Regions from separate parts of the Rattus norvegicus genome. Here region 2 is linked to region 1. The links are chromatin contacts, called in public Hi-C maps. All regions are on one chromosome and are shown on one strand. Each heading gives the region's core, a stretch centred on a gene start, on an enhancer-like site or on the middle of the called end of the contact. The rest is flanking DNA. Distances are from core to core; before and after follow the strand shown.

Region 1 (2,962 bases), core at 187-2,686:
GATGAATCAGAGCAAATGTTATTATTAGCTCGCCTATCTAAGGCGTGCCCCATCATCCTCCACTGTAAACACATTGCTTCCTCGTCGAAAGAACAGACTGCACAGCTAGAAAAGCGCCCAGGTAGAGTGGCCGAAATTCCATTTTAAGGGCAGAAAATTGGGCAACAATCCCAGCCTAATCTCCGGGCAGCTTCGTGAATCTGAAAGACAGCAAACTTCTGTATCTTTGCCCCCTCATCTGAAAGTCGAAGGTGTCGAACCTAATTCCAGATATAAAGGTCTCTGGTGGCTGTCTGATTACCTTGCTGCTAGAGAAAGATTGTCCTTCTCTGAGGACAGCCCCTTCCGAGATGACCAGATGTTGCCTCGTGTAGTAGTCCATGCTCTGCCTCTCACCCCCAATCCTGACTCTGATCTCTGGACTCTGCCCCAATGGCAGAAATGGACTGAGATCAGTAAGACCTGATACAAGCGCACCACTGACACCCACTCCCCCTGAGATCTGGGATAATGTGCTTACGTTATCCTAAGCCTCGGTTTTCTCCTCTGGAAAAGTACAAGAGTAATAATCACTTTGTGGGGTTTTTAATAAAGATTAAATGATATGTATATGGAAAATGATTTAAGAGCTGTACGGCGCTGTGCAATGTTAATACAGCAACCATGATTATTGGTGATTAATGTCATTGGAAGCCTATGGATAACAGCCCAAGAAGTTGGATTCTGAGTTGAACACTTGAGAGTCATCAATCTCAGCTCCCGCCCCTTGTGGATTTTGTGAGTTCCGTGGAATCAGGTAGAATGACATTGAACTTTGCTATAATCGGGTATTGATTCTGGTTTTCCTAACACAGAACAGAGGTTTGTTTAAACTTTTACTTAGAGGCAAGTGACAGGAACTGGTTTTAATGGTCCGGAAAAGTTTTCACCCCCATTAGCAATACCCTACCCACATGACCTGAGGTTTCCCTATTTCGAGAGGCAATTGCAGAATTTCTGGAGAGCTACCTTATACTAATGGTAACAAATCCATCAGTTGCTGGAAAGAACCGTGGGCCGGCTGCGGCATACCTCTACCCCAAAGCGTTGTGGGGCTTTTCCTCAGTACAGCAGCTTTCTGTGGTTGTAAGGAAGCTGTAGGAAAAGGCTAAAAGAAGCTGAGCGTGCCTGTGAGTTCCTCAGATGTGTCCTGACATGCCTGGCTACAGTGCTGGTGCAGTGTTACGAACCCCCTTCCAGAATTTTCTCCTGCGTACCAAAGGTGAAAAGCTATTTATTAATGAAAGGTTTTGAACAGTTACTTTAGGATGGACTTCCAGGTGTTAAGTTTCCTGAGCAGTCAGCCCTGTGAAAGCTTTCGTCCCTCTCTCCCTCCCACCCACGTCAGCCTCTTGCTCAATCCCCTCCCCCCTCTGACCTTCCTATCCACACCTGCAGATCACATGCCCCCAGACAGACAAGCCTGGACCCACAAACAGAAGAGTAAGCAACTACTCAAATGGTGTAACTGGAGACACACCGCAATCCCCACTGCCCAAAATATCTTCCCCACCAAATGCCATGGTGCCGAAAATTCCCAGGATTGAATTCACTGCTACTCAGAACTCCTCCCCTCACCTCGCCTTCTTTCCGAGTGTCTGCACGGTGTAAGCTCACTTTATTGTACTCTATGTGAGCCACGTACCACTGACGTATCACCCAAAGCCTACAGGATTCTCCCAGCAGTAAACCATCTCTATTGTCAGGGAAGAAAATCACAAAGCTTAATATGTACCCGCTTTAGGATATGCATTGCCCAATGCTTAAACACTCCTTCTATGACACCACTAATAATCTGAAAGGTCCAGCCCTCAGCTGAACCTTGTCAGCCTTTCCACTTCCATCCCATCCCCAAATGACTAGGCTCAGGGCTGCCCCCTACTGGAGGACCGCAGTGAGCTGAAGGCATGGGCATGAACTTCACCAGGCCTGAGATCTTGCTGCTCCTTACCTCTGTTCACCTGGAAAGTTGCTTTGAAGCTCTCCTCTTATGGAAAAGGCCACTGGTGAGCCTCCCAGCTCCATAGTCAGCCCCACTAGATGACCTCACACCACATACTGGCTTAATAAAGGCACACACACACACACACACACACACACACACACACACACACACGACAGGTCCTCATCCTCCGAAGTGGCTTAACACTTACCCACTGAGGTGAGGCTTCTGTTTTTAAAGAATGCCAAAGGAAGAATAAGATAAGACAGAGGAACCACATAGGTGATTTTTTTTCATCTTATTTTCTTACAAAACTGACTGGTTAATTCAGCTCTGAGCTTGCAAACAGCTACACAGAAAAGGTATTAACACAAAAGGACACTGTGTGTGGTAGCTCACATCTGTAACATCAGCATTAAGGAGGCTAGGGAAGGGCACCAGAGCAGGACTCCCAGACTAACCTAGGAAAGATGGCAAGGCCATCACAAAAATGAAACTTTTAATTCGTTTTCTAAAACAGCGTGAGGTGATCAGCACTTCCTGATATCCAACGTAAGTTGATGTGATGCACTTGACCCTCAAAGCTATCCAAGGAACCTAGGGTGGTAGCTCAGGCCAAGAAAACCAGCACTCAGGAGACTGAAGTAGAATTGTTTCCAGTTCAAGGCCAGTTGGGACTGTATAGAGAGTACTAGGACAGCCAAGACTACACAGCAAGACCTTTTCTCAGAAAATAAAAACCACACACCAAACAGAGATGAACGTTCCTGGGCTTCATAGATCCGTGTCCTGAACAGTTCTTTCACACGGGATCTGGCTGTCACTTCACAATAGCCTCAAAATGGTGGCATATAATAATACCAAGTATGTTAGGTCACCTCACTGGACTCGGCTAAGCAGTTCGCTCTCGGGGTCTGTTGGGAAGCCTCAATTGGACAATGTCTATGCCTAATATAACTTGAAGCTTGACTTGAAAAAGCT
Region 2 (3,069 bases), core at 442-2,941, 250 kb before region 1:
GCTGTGAGATATTGTTCCAGTGCCAGCATGCAGGCTGTAAGTTCCAAATAATCCTTCCTTCTCTAAGTTGCTTTGGTCGTGTTGTCTTACCAAAGTAAGAGAAAAAAAACTAAGATATTTTTAAGAGTCCAAAAAAGTGAGATCATATGTAGTTGGTCCATTAGAAAAGCCTTAGAAAGCAGATCACTTTTGAGATTTATTTTGAAGAACCTTTAGGGTTTGAATAAAAAGAAAAAGATAATAAAGGATTTCAAGGTGATGAATAGAAGTAACAAAGTCAGGATGTAAGTCAGAAGTAAAGAGTAACAAATAGAGGTGTTTGACTGGAAAATAGGATTTGATTCAGAGAACACAAGCAAGGGAGAGGGATACTGGAGATGGCATAGGCTTCCAAGAAGAAAGTTCAGTATATAATGCATGAAATAATAGGATGTGTAACTCCAGCTAAGTCTACTCCTCACCCACACTTTGCAAGTTATGAAAGGCTTCACAACCCGAGATTCAGCTTAGATTAGAAAAAAATAGATTTAAAAAAATATTCCCAGAGATGAGGATTTGAAGAATAATGAGAGTAGAGTTGAAGAAGATGATTACCCATGCTAGTGTCATTTTCAATGTGTCATTGAAAAGCCTAATTAACCCAAGGTGAACTGAAAGGAAAGAAAGAAAATAATAATAAGCTAGACACAAAAAAATGATAATAAAGATTCTATAGGTTTTAGAGGTAAGAAAGAAAATCAAGCAAGCAGAAAGGAGAAAGCCAAGCAGCTTTGAGTGGTGACTAATAAAGGTTGACTTTTAAATTAGCAGGAGAGAACACAGGTATGAAGTTCATTGGCACTGTAAGAGTGGGCCCCCATCTAATTCTCCACACCTAATGAGTGTGGGAATGAGTGCACACATCTGAGCACAATGCAACAATGCGTTCATCAGCAAAGATGCATCTTAATGCCCAAGGGCTCAAAGGAAAGAGCGGGAAACAGGAAGACGCTGACTTTCGGCAGGTGTGTATGTCACCAAAACCAATTAGTCACAATGAGAAATAAGAAAGTTTAAGATAAGAAAGCATCATGAGTCATAAAATAAAGGGTAGCTGAGTAATCGTTGTAGAAAACTAGTATGCTCAGGGCAAACAGGAAGTTTGTAGTTCAGCTGTCTCTATCCTCTTAGTTATGCCTGGATGTGTTACTCATTATTTGAGGAATCGAAATCAAAGAGACAAATAGATGTTTTAGGGTGCTTGGCAGAAGCTGGAACTCTAGAACGTCCTACACGGAAAAGGCCACTTTGCTTAACTTTAATAGGTATGTAATTGCCCTGTCCCCATATCCCCGTCTAGCAAAGCACAGAGTCATGAGAAAGAGACCCAGCTGCAAAACAGAACAACTCATGTGGCCAACCTGGCCTCTCGTTCCATCGGTAGGATCTTGAAGTTCTGCATCTCTTCTCTTCCCAGCAATGGAATCTGGGTCACAGGGATTAGAGCTCTAGCACTGGCTTGTGTCTAATGAATAACTGTCACTGATTTTCCAGCACAGGAGCTAATCATTTACTTTCCAATAACAGCTCTAAATATTGGCAGGACAAAAGAGGACCTGGGAATACCTCACATGGTGTTGCTTCTCTCCACCCTTCATTGTCATCAAAGGCACATACAAAACTTAAAATCTGAAGAGCATAGGGGGCCACCACACTTTCGTCCCATACCCAAGCAACAGCTGCTGCTGCTGCTGTCATACCCTGGACCAAGCATGGACAAGCTGCTGCTTTGGATGTCTGTCTTCACCAGCCTTCTTTCAGAAGCCTTTGCTCAGACAGGTAAGAAGTTTAGGCTACTGTCGGGGAGCATAAAATGAGAAAAGTTGAACCTGAGATATTGTTTCTCTGAATTTGTTGAAATGCATTCTCTTTCTTGCTTTATCTCACAGACCTCAATCAGAAGGTATTTGTGTTCCCCAGAGAATCTGAAACTGATTATGTGAAGCTGATCCCATGGCTAGAAAAACCGCTGCAGAATTTTACACTGTGTTTCCGAGCCTACAGTGACCTTTCCCGCTCTCAGAGTCTTTTCTCCTACAGTGTCAACAGCAGAGACAATGAGCTACTAATTTATAAAGACAAAGTTGGACAATATAGCCTATACATTGGAAATTCAAAAGTCACAGTCCGTGGTTTAGAAGAATTCCCTTCTCCAATACATTTCTGTACCAGCTGGGAGTCCTCCTCTGGTATTGCTGAATTTTGGGTCAATGGAAAGCCTTGGGTAAAAAAGGGTTTGCAGAAGGGATACACTGTGAAATCCTCACCCAGTATTGTCCTGGGACAGGAGCAGGATACGTATGGAGGAGGGTTTGATAAGACACAGTCCTTTGTGGGAGAGATTGCAGATTTGTACATGTGGGACAGTGTGCTGACCCCAGAGAACATTCATTCTGTGGACAGAGGTTTCCCACCCAATCCTAATATTTTGGATTGGCGGGCCCTGAATTATGAAATAAATGGTTATGTAGTCATCAAGCCCCGTATGTGGGACAACAAAAGCTCATGAAAATGAGATGATCAGTGTGTACGAGGTCAAGGTGGCAGAACTCACTCTATCTGGAGTTTTTTCTTCTTTATGAATGTCCTGTCTACATATCTGCCAAATAAAAATCCTATCAAATTCTACCTGCATTGTTTTGTTGCTTGATGTAATTTCAAATGCTTTCTCTTGGCTCTACTTCTTTTGATAATTGGTGTTTCAATATCTTGAAAAATCAAGTTATAAAGCAGGGGGAATTTAAGCAACTGAAATGCCAAAGCATTTCACAAGGAGGAAAGTGGCAACACTAATAAGCTACTGGTGATCAGTTTAATAATAGCTCAAAATATGTGTAAAATTGCAGTAGAAATCCTTCTGCTTACTTTTCAAAGTACAAGTCAATAAATGATGTTGCTCAAGGGACACAATGATAAAGATAAGTGACAGTTAAAAACTGGACAGCAAATGAAATTGAGAGATTAGAATAAAAATGAAAATTAAAAACATATAGAAACTGAGATCAATTTGTATGAAAACAAACATGTATG

The links. A called contact is a pair of places that touch in the nucleus more often than the background predicts.
Region 2: a contact with region 1 is called in a Hi-C map of liver, with 6 times the contacts expected there. The contact joins the promoter of Apcs here to the enhancer-like site in region 1. A contact is called at or near these places in 3 of 12 Hi-C or Micro-C datasets (hepatocytes, kidney and liver).

Annotation. Positions count from the first base shown.
Region 1 is chr13:87,650,010-87,652,971 of GRCr8, reverse strand. No RefSeq gene overlaps it. Among named protein-coding and RNA genes, the nearest start is that of Dusp23, 19 kb to the right of the region's middle. Within about 2 kb of position 1,436, at least 4 of the 93 cell types and tissues checked have an H3K27ac peak or open chromatin away from gene starts, as enhancers often do. A contact at or near this core is called in hepatocytes and liver, where this site is marked.
Region 2 is chr13:87,905,130-87,908,198 of GRCr8, reverse strand. It overlaps Apcs (amyloid P component, serum), which reads left to right and starts at 1,691. Exons shown (of 2, transcript NM_017170.3): 1 at 1,691-1,818; 2 at 1,929-2,667. The coding sequence starts at 1,752. The coding sequence ends at 2,548.